Regions from separate parts of the Anser cygnoides genome. Here region 2 is linked to region 1. The links are chromatin contacts, called in public Hi-C maps. All regions are on one chromosome and are shown on one strand. Each heading gives the region's core, a stretch centred on a gene start, on an enhancer-like site or on the middle of the called end of the contact. The rest is flanking DNA. Distances are from core to core; before and after follow the strand shown. Region 1 overlaps HIPK2 (homeodomain interacting protein kinase 2). Region 2 overlaps LOC106031016 (a long non-coding RNA gene).

Region 1 (5,316 bases), core at 1,702-4,201:
GCAGGCTAATATTTGCAGCTGGTGCCCGCACCTCCGTCAGCATGCCAGGGAGCTCCAGAGGGATGTGTAAGTTGCAACCCTGCTGTGCTTCGGTGAAGCTCCAAATGAACATCCAACCATAAACACACTCTTTTGCAATAAGAACAAACTGCTAGTCTCACACGTGTAAAAATTCCACCTCAAAGGGAAAACTGTTTACTTATTATTAATGATACTGTTAGCGATGTTTTCCAAATAGACTTGGGAGATTAAATAAAAGTAACTGAAAACTAACCAAACATTCAGACCAAACTTTAACTAGCGATAAGACATACAGACACACAAACTTTGCAGTGACTTAAAACAGTTTAATGTAATTCCAAGACAAAGTGTGATTACATTTCTACACATATACAATATGCATATGTGAGTTTACAAATTCTGATTAATAACTCGTTTCACCTCAGAGACCGAAAAAATGATCAAAAAGAAACCGTGAATAACAAGCTATAACATAGTTCACCACAACGGGACCTCCTTTCTCACCCTACAGTTAGTAATATTACAATTAAAATAACTATATTCTTCTATAATGTATTTTCTGTTAAAATCATCTCATAAATTTACAATGCTATTATTAGTTTCCAAGACTAATATAAATTCACTCCATTTTTCTACAACGAAAATGATTATTAATTAGAAGCACACAACGTCATGATGAAAAACACAAGCATTTTTTTTTTTTAGTAGCAAGAACTTGATTGGTTAAGAATTAATTTTCTTGTAAAACATTCTAAAGCCAAGTAAAATATCCATTCTTATAACATACCTATAATATGAGACTAAGGAATAGGTTACATAGAGGTCTACAACACATCAGTTTTTTTTTGTTTTGTTTTGTTTTTTTAAAAGAAGAAAGACATATTTTCCAAAAGAAAAAAAAAAAGGAAAAAGAAAAGAAAAGAAGAAAAAAAGGGACAATTCACATAGGAAAAAAAAAAGCAGTACACAAGAAAATACTGTTGCACACAATAATTTTCACAAAGATTAACATGGATTAACACTCTTATTACAGAAACCGTACAGTGAAGGAACACAACGGCTCAGGGCTTTCATGGGGTATCTGGGCTGAGATGATGCTGTAGAGAAAGAACCATTCGAGATCCAGAGCTGGGGCAGGGGCATCTTTTCCCTTGCAGTGGTGATAGCATTTCACAGCTTTTCCTCCCATCTCTCCCCCTCAAGAATTTTGGTTCAGTGTACGTTAACTTCCACTTTCCATCCAGGGTGCGCTGGGCTTGTGGGCAGTCGAAAGGTATAAAATGCTCCCTCCACTTCCCCCTTCCTGATTTTAAAAGGATTTTACTGTTTGTAAATAATGTTTCACCTCTTGGTTCATTTTTAACTACCCGAAGTCTAGCCTTGTCAACTTCCTAGATGCCCCTCTTTCTTCTCACCATCTCGCTCCCTCTCTTACTCTCTCTCTCTCTCACACTCCTTTAATAAAGCTATTAATTACACTTCCGCTCCTTTCAGAAATTTGGTTTGGTATGAAAGATACAGGCTACATTCTGATTCTGCCCAAGTAGAATCGGTACCCAAAAAGCCTTGGTTTCTCGGCTGGTGAAACAGGGGATGAGGAGATCCTTTTTACACCTGAAATGGTTGTGCCCTGGGATATCCATGGAAGTTTCATTTTGAAAAGAATACAGAGCAAAAAATCAAATTAAATAAAACACAAAATCGAACACAGAAGGAATAAAGGTGGGGGAGAAGGGGAGCCAGAAGTGTTGTATGTAACCATGTGACATGGAAGCATGGCAGAAGCCTGTTATTTCCTTTCCGAGGGCAGCGGTGCTATACGTAACCATTCGGATTCTATGGGATGTGCGTTGCCAGTGGCCAAAACCCCTTCTTGCCTGACAAGTTGCAAGCCAAAGAATTCAAAAGGACTGTCTCCTTCGCTTAAGTGTGCTGGTGTTTGTGGGTCTGACCCCCCTTAAGAACAAAAGGTCGTGCAAGTGCCGAGGGCAGCAAAAGGCGATGATTGAGAAAGGGGGGATGATCCCCGCCAGCCCCAGCGCTGCTCGTGGGCTGCCGCGCGATGCGTCGTCGCTTTGGTTCCGTGGGTTACGGGGTGGGCACGGCAGCCCCGGGCTGCACTGGGGGATTGTATCAGCAGCCAGTGGCACCACGAGCATCTCCATTGCTCCTCTGCAACACCGCTGACCCCGGGGTCGCTGGGACCAGTGCCTCAGGCATGGGGCAGAAATGTAAGGGGCCCCCCTGGGGCACCCAGGCTCCGCCACAGAAGATCGGTTCTTCAGACAGACACAGATTTATGTTTTTAAATGCCAGTTCCTGTGCTTTCATGACCTAGCAGTACCATTTTGCCCAGCAGACATTTATACCATGTTCATTGGTTACTCAAGTGACAGAACACAAAAGAGCAAGCTAGACAGCTAGGCGAGACTGGGGAGGGGGTAGTGTGACATACCCAAATGCAAAGTACACCGTAACAGCAGCAGGGAGACAGCACTGATGGGAACTGACGCTGGCTAAGAAAACAAAGTTGACAACGAGATGGTCAATGAACTTTGTATTTAGTTTACTGGTTCAAACAGTTTCTGCGGTGGTAAGCACCGTTTGTAATAACGGGGTGAACAGACGAAAGCCAAATTACAGCATTGCCTCTGAGTGGCTGTCATACACCACACACATACACACACACACACGTACAAAACCAAAATAAAACAGGCAATCACTAAACTCAGGAATTAATCATTTGGCTAAAGATTTATCAACAGTACAATACAATCCTTCCTTTGAATATCCTTCATTCTCTTACATGGGTATCTTCATCCAGATGAGGATCCTACACAGAACAGTGAATTTGGAAGTACTGCGCTCCCTGCTTCAACCCAAGGAGTTTGATAAAGTATGGTATTAAACGAGCACACAAACAAATAGCTTATCTGTTGGACTAGAGGTGCTAAATCCACAAAGTGGGTGGAGTGTTTTTCAACCAGACTTTGGAATACAGTGGATTACTTGATCTCTGGACTGACTTTCCAACACTATGTTATATCTCAGAACAGAATATACATATTAAAGACACACTTGTACTTTTCCATTTGTAAAGGGCAAAATTAAAAAGAGGCAGCTGTATTGAGTTTTTGAAGGTGTCACTTACAAACACAAGATTTCCCTTAAAAAGTACCAGTTTAAATGTAAACTATAAAACACTGTAATAACTATAAAATGTAGCCAGAAAACTGTTTAAGTAGCCACGGTCTATTATTCAGTTCATATTGGTTTAAAATGTGACTCATTAAATATCTTCTAGAAGGCCAAAGCATTTTACAGTAGCTATAAACATATATACTTACATGTGCATTTAACATCACAATTGATTAAAATACATAAAAGAGTAATCTATTCCTTGGTTTAACTTTTTCTCTTTAAAGATTCACTGTCTTCAGAATTCACTCAAGCAACAATGACCAGGGTGGGCATTTATCGTTATTCCGCCCATACAGAGTTTAGAGTCTTTGAATCAAAGTTCAAGCTGGCTACATGTTTTCAGAAAGGCTAAAACCAGGATGAATGCCCACATTTGAGGTAATTATTGCCATTAGGTCACAGTTTGCGTAATATAAGTGTATCTAAATCCTTCTGTAAAAAACCCGAGGATACCCCACGGTCTGCTGGCATACCCTCTGTCGCCGTCAGGATCCAGAATCCTGACCGGCGGCGGGTTTGCTTCCAAAGGAGTCGGCGGTCCCTGAGCACCAGGCGCCTGGCGCAGCCGCCGACTGACCTAGAGCCCAGGCCAGCGAGCCTGCAGCAAGCCAGTTTTGGAAAAGAAAGGAAAAACAAAAATCAGAGGTGCCATAAAAGAGACAAATAACATTTCTGATCAGAATTCCAGACCAAAGCTTTTCTGTCTTATTCCTTTCCAAACAATTTGCTGGAAAAAAAAATATATCAAAACACATTGGCATTAAATATTAACTCTATGCCAGCACTGCAAAAACTCCTTGGCTATGTTCTGAAAATGGGATAAGCTTTGCTTTTGCTCTGAGCATTGTTGCCCCATTGCTTTCTGTTTCAAAGAGGAAACCTTGTTTTAAAGAAAGAAAAAAATTAAAAAAAAAATAAATCCCTGGCTGTCAGAAGTACACGCAAGTATTTACAAGGTTTGTGTGAGTCTGCACACGGTTCCCCTCACAGCGAAAGAGTTAAGAACAGAGATGTCACAATATTTATCAGTGCAGTAAAAAATATCATTTTTGGAAAAAAATATACCTTTAGTATTGCCTTTCTTAGATTAACTATGATAAGCAAAAGATTAAAAACAAAAACTTTATCCTCAAACACACATGAATAGTCTGTTATAGCAGCACTGCTAAAACTGGAAGGACAAAGCTAACCCGTAAATGAGAAACAGGAGTTTCAAACTAGAAATGCAGAAAGCCAACCCTCCTAGCATGCTTCGTGAGACCTCTGAGGAACCGAGCTCGTTCGCCATTTGAGCCCCACTCCTTACGCGTGCCAGCGCTGTAACGCATGGCCTGTAACCCGCGGAGCCTGGCGCCCGCAGGGCCTAGCCCGGCCGCCCGCAGTGGCCTGCCCTGCCTGTCCTGCAGGCCGTCACACGTGCCAGCAGCTTTTAACAGACTGCCGGGGTCATCCCCAGACACTCGGGGAAAAGCCACCTCTGTCACAGAGCCCTGGCTGGTGGCTCTCGCCTCACACTGCCCCGGCGGACAGCGGTGCCACCTGTGGGACGGGCACCCACCAGGAGAGGCTGGTGCCGTGCTCCCGCCAGCTGCCCCAGCACCGCCATGCCACAGGACCAACGCACCAGCTCCAGGCGCTGCCGGGGTAGGTGTGGGGATCCCCGCAGTGGAGACCCCCACCTCCTCCTCCCCACATGCAGGGGATGAGCAGCAGGCCGCGAGAGGCCAGTGGGGGCCAGCACGTGCTTTGGGCATGGGCTCTCCTCACAGGAGAGCCAGGGAGGTTCGGGGACCAGGGGGGTAATGGGGGCAGGTGTCCAGGGTTGGGGACCAACTGCTTTGACGTTCCTGTGGGACAGGCAGGGCTACGTCAGCAGGACGGGGGAAAGCCTTCCCGTCCCACACTTTTCCTGTCTGCGTTGCCCACCCTGAGCAAAGATCAGTTATGTGGACTTTGCGTACAGCTATCCCGAAACTGGCAGACCTCTCCGATGGGCTGATTGCCAAGCCATGGAAGAGCACACCGGTAAGTCCAACACCCTCGCCCAGCCGCACAAAGGCCTGATGCTGCAGTGCTCTTTGGGGTCTGACGCTC
Region 2 (5,316 bases), core at 861-3,360, 400 kb before region 1:
CACAAAGCTGCTCTGTGTTAAACTATGGTATCGACCCACACTGGCGCACAAATGCCTTTCGTCAGGGGTTTGCACGCTGTGTTATACGAGGCTTCAGTTAAAAAACAAACAGCCAGAACCTGTGGTGATTTACTGTTTAATGGTATCGGAAGTGAGTTTTGATCGGGGAAGAAACGGGAGGACCGTGCTCCGCTGCAGTGCCAGAGGGAGCAGGGTGCTCGGGTGCCACGGTTGTCTCATGGTGGCTGCAGAGGAGATGGGGTTTTCCAAAATCTTGGTCTCACGTGGCTCTCCCAGAATGCAGCCCACAGATCCTTATATGTTTAATAAGGTGCTAAAGCAGAACTCGAAATGTTCATTCACAGTCTCCTGTTCTGGATCATTTCATTGACCATCTGGTGTTGATTTTTTTTTTTTTTCTTAAAGATGCTTTGCATCCTGTGCATTACTTTCTGTTTACCCTTTGGGCCCCAGCCTGGCAGAGTGCCTGGGAATGTGCCTGATGTTCTGTCCCTTCCCAGCTCAGCAAAACACCAAAAACAGTGTGTAATGATAAGCTGTCATCTTCCCTCTCCCACTTCATCCTACCACCTGCTAGGGAAGCCTTCGGGTGGAGGCTGAGAGAAGAATGGGAGAGTTTGCACAAACAGCATTTTTCTTCCCAAGGAGGTTTTTAGCGCTTGTTTTTGCGGCTCGCTCACATTTGCATGCTTGAATACTGATAGCAGCTGGGCATCAAAGTGGTAGGAGAGAGAATTGTTCAATGGGAAAAAAAAGTCCATTCATGGGTCCAAGCAGAATTATACTTTGACACTGAGAGCTGAAAGACTTTCCATCTGAACCTCCTTTTCCCCCACATGTTAGTGCAACTGCTAAAATGCAGTCATGTTTTGCACTGTGATGATTCAGTTTGTTTGCTTAGCTGGAGGAAAAGGGAAAACTCTACCCTTTCTGTAGTGACCGGCGTGAAAGGGCACATTTAAACCTGAGGAAGAGCTGGCAGCTGCAGAGGAAATCTGCTGGAAGGCAAAACCCAGGGAACTGCAGTGAGGGGACACTGGAGGTTTTTAGTATGCCTGTGTATGCATGCATGGGAAAAAGAGAGCGGTAAGAAGGACCCGATGCCCACCACGTTCAGTTGGAAAGGAAAAGCAGAGCCGGCCGTCGTGACAGGCAGACTCGGGAGCAGGTTTTAATCTCTTGAAGGACCTGGTGTCAGTTGCTGTGGGTGGACATTTGTCCCGTGGGCACCCACTGCCAGTGCTGGGTGTCCATCAGGGCCACCTCCAAGCCACAGAGCAGTGTGCTTCTGTCCCACTGCGGCGTCCCCTCGGTTCTGCCTGCAGAGGTACCTCGGGAGGGCATGCGCCTGGGCTTAGTCCTCCGCTCTGAGCAGGCTCTGCTGTGCTGGCACGGCACTGCTGCATAAGCTATTAAGTTAAATCAACTTAGCTGTTTTTAGTTTGTTTAAATGGCCTTTTACAGTGCTGTGAGTACGTTGTTCTTAAACCAAACCTTTTTGTTGCGCTTATCTGGATGTCTTGTTTTGTCACGCTGATGAAGTTCTTACTCGATTTATTTAGTCAGCATGCATGTTGCCTAACAGTATGTTGTCCTCTGCTCTGGGATCCTCTTTGGTTCAGGTGGTACCACAGCTTTTCTAGGAAGAAAGCCAGGATTTCTCTGGTCATCGGGGTGCATTCACATTTGCTTGCTGCTTGCCTTATCTCTGTTTATATTACACTGCCATTCATGACACTCCTGCACCTGTCCTGTGTTTGTGTGGTGCCCAAAGCATGACACCTCTGTAGCTTGTGGTTTCTGTGGGGGATGAAAAGCCCCACAGAGAAAGGCTAGAGATTGTTATAAAGATCTCAGTGGTGCATTTTGTTCTCCTAAATGAAATTCCTGCCACAGGCCTTCCTATGCGCTGAAGCATAGGAATCCATCTGAAAGTGCCTTCACTCCCTGTGTGTTTATTTTCAAAGTCCTTCAGGTTTTGTTTGTCTATTTTGTCGTGTCCAGTTTCTTATCTGATGCCTTCTGGTTACCTTTCTAACTCAGAGACAAAGTCCAAAGAAAGATTGGCATCTACTTACGGAGGGTGGGGTTGGCAGAGGAATGGATTAGCTCTGCCCCCTTTTTGATCTGAATATTGTCCTCATAAAACAACCCCAGCTGAGGTCTGAAAGAGTTGCATGTCCTGCAACTACTATTGTCACAGTCTCCACATGGAATATATGTCATCTTAAATTAAGGGACAAGACTGCTACCCCATGGAGCTGTGGCATCAGGGGTGATAGGGCTGTGAGGCATGTTTAGTAGGAGAATTGACTGCTGGCAAATGTCCCTCAGGGCCACTTTCAAGGACGCCCAAGGATCAAGGTCCCACATCATGTCCAGGCACTCCGCCACACTGCTTCATCATCCCTACTGCTGGAAAGCAGGCCTTCAAACTTCACATGGGTCTTCCTGTCATTTAAAGACTATTACTTCTTACCCTGGCCCCCAAAATAATTGTGTATGCTTTCTGTGTGCTCTGCCTGCTTTAACATTGAGTGTTTGTATTTCAGAGAGCACACAGGAGCAAAGAAAATTAACTCAGGCCTCAGAAGGTGACTTGCAAGCATTTCTGGCTGAGCAGGATCTTGGCTGGAAGACAGAAAACTCTGCTTATACCATACCAGTATGGTCTTAAAGCACCTCAGGGTGTTCTGGCTGCTGGTATTTAATGAGTGGCAGTGCATGGACACTGCAAAAGGAATACGAGAAGATGTGTTACAAAGCAGTTATTCCCTTATAACACGCTTGTGATCTGCCATGTGGCTGGAGCAAGGCCCAGCAGTGACTGAGACCTCATTCAGGTGAGGGTGAGCGACCTCGAGTGCGTAAAAGAGAGAATGTGAAATATGTGAGCACAGCAAGATAGCAGACAATCTTGTGGTGATTATTAATGGCCATGTCCAGGTAAGTAGCATGGTGAGTTATTTACAATATCCCCTGTTGGTAGAGAGAGTACTGCAGTAATGTTAATGAGGGGGGACAATAAATAGTGAGGAAGCTAATGGTGGTTGCTTTAACTGGAGACCAGACCAAAATCCTCTCCAGGGCCATTTAGTTGGCTCTCCTGACACTCTACTTGTGCAGAAATTACCTCAGCTGTCAACTGCTTCTTCCATTCCTGCTGTAAGTGACCGAGGTGATGGTGGCGATGTCACTCTAGTGGTCCATGATGTAAGGTGTGAGTAAGTTTCAGTCTCGGGAGACAAACGCACCTCCCAAACAGGCACGTCTCCTCAAACACCTTTTCAGGTGTCTGAACAGCCTTCTTCAAGAGGCTGTGCAACTGCAGATTTTTCCATGTTTTACCAAAGCGACAGGAAAAGCAGTGCTTTCCGACAGCATTCCACAGCCATTGCTTTGATTTTGGAGAATTCATTTCAAAAAAATGTCTAGCGAGCTGAATAAAGCTGAATTAGCAAATCACAGATACCCAGAAGGAACAGTGTCCTGTTTATAAGGAAAGAGTGCGGTTACTGTGGTCAGACAGCCGGGCCACAGGCCAGGTCATGCCTCCTAAGCATATTTTATCTCGCCTCATGTCACAGGCAGGATGTGGGGGATGTACGAGTTTCTCCTCTGAAAGGTGAGTGCGATTCACAGAGAGTGCAGGCTGGCGTTACTCCTGTGCCGGCTGCTTTGCCTTACACCAGCTTCTTCATGAAGGTATCGGAGGAAATCACCTCAGTGGCATTCCCCAGGCAGTCGGGGTGGCCAAGGCAGGCTGCGACCAGGCCTGAATGGACCCCTTCTTCTCGGCCAGGTGCTACTACTTAAGGTATGTATCTGCTGGGTGAGCTGGGGTGTGACTGTCATCCTTAAACCACTTGTGGAGCTACCGTGGGCTGGAAACCACCGGGCTGGAGGCAGGGGCCCTGAGCGTCCTTGTTGCGCTGACCTGCCCTCGCTGCTGATGCTACGTGCGGACAGGAAGAGGCTCCCTGGGCTGCAGAAGCAGCTCTGCTCCGCCGGCTGGAGCTAAGGGGACGTCTAGTGGTGGTATTTCAAGATCCATATCTCCTCGTAATTACAGGGATCTGTTTTTTCCGCTGTTGCTACAGCTTCCTCCAGAGTGATTTTGTGGAGGGCACAAGTGAGATTAGAAGTGCCTTGTGTCATGTTTCCCTTGAAAAAGAAACCCACCAAATTCATTTACGGGATGCAGGTGAACTCCAGCTTTCAGTCTGTGCGGGGATCCCTCTGTGACAACAGGAAGACTTCCAGCTGCAGAAATGGTGTAACTGGTACAAAACTGATGCTGTCGTCCTGACTTGGCCTGATAGGCTGTGTATGGCCTCTGTCTTTCTGCACTGAGACCCCAGATCTTAGGAGTGATTTGAGCTCCACAGAATATGTAAGACATTTTTGGCTCTGGCAGCGCTGTGAGACCCCACTGCACAGCACAGGCACTCTCAGACTGGCTGCTGGTTTCTCAGTGCTATGCACTGATTTCCGTGGTCACATATCACCTCCCCTCAGGCAGTCGTTGGGGCCTTATCATGGGGTAAAGCTGAAAGAGACAGCACCATATCCCCCTTTTCCACACACTTACATGCTGCTGAGACTATAGCAAATGTATGTAGCTGCATGTATCAGTGCAACACGATACAATAAATAAATAGTGAAGGAAGATTAAGGGGGGATTGTTAATATTATCCTATTTTCTTTTTGGATTTACAAAGATTAAATATTTTGCAGTTGGTGGTAGGTTTGCTCTGAGGGAACGAGCTGGCAGAAAGATTCCTTTCTAGCAAAATGATCTTTGGGGCTGTGCCAATAACTGGTGGAGAAACTCAGGTGCAGCTCCCAAGCGATGCTGCTGAAGACCATTGCAACAGGTAGACACGTTAATGTACTGCTGAACCACCTCCTCTTTCTCCCCAGTCCAAGAAATGCATCGTGTTTCCTCAATGCAAAGGAACTAATTACTTATTTTTCAGGCTAATAAACCAAATGCAATGTATACACGCCCCCCGATGTGTTCTGGAATTGCTGCTGCTGCAGTCACAGTAGGGGAGGATTTCACTGCTGCTTTTGCTGTGTTTTTCTTGTGGCACATTATTTAGACAAAGCTGTCTCTTGTTTCTCTCTCTCTCGCTCTCTTTTTTTTTTTTTTTTTGGGCAGAGGGAAAGTTCTGCTCTAGTTGGACAGTTGGACAGTTTTCTTTTCTAAACCCCCTGAACTGATTAATTTCCTTGAATGTCTCTTTCCTATTTCTCAATAATTCTTTCTCTTTTTCTTCTTTCCTTTTTTTT

The links. Hi-C and Micro-C count contacts between places; a contact is called where the count stands out from the background.
Region 2: a Hi-C map of liver shows a contact between it and region 1, with 2.6 times the contacts expected there. The contact joins two enhancer-like sites. A contact is called at or near these places in 2 of 7 Hi-C or Micro-C datasets (granulosa cells and liver).

The regions. Positions count from the first base shown.
Region 1 is chr1:61,126,181-61,131,496 of Taihu_goose_T2T_genome, reverse strand. It overlaps HIPK2 (homeodomain interacting protein kinase 2), which reads right to left. Exons shown (of 15, transcript XM_066997849.1): 15 at 333-5,316. Among named protein-coding and RNA genes, the nearest start is that of KIAA1549, 20 kb to the left of the region's middle. Within about 2 kb of position 2,951, at least 2 of the 3 cell types and tissues checked have open chromatin away from gene starts, as enhancers often do. A contact at or near this core is called in liver, where this site is marked.
Region 2 is chr1:61,523,360-61,528,675 of Taihu_goose_T2T_genome, reverse strand. The region is part of intron 1 of LOC106031016 (a long non-coding RNA gene); the gene reads left to right. Among named protein-coding and RNA genes, the nearest start is that of AKR1D1, 16 kb to the left of the region's middle. Within about 2 kb of position 2,110, at least 1 of the 3 cell types and tissues checked has open chromatin away from gene starts, as enhancers often do. A contact at or near this core is called in liver, where this site is marked.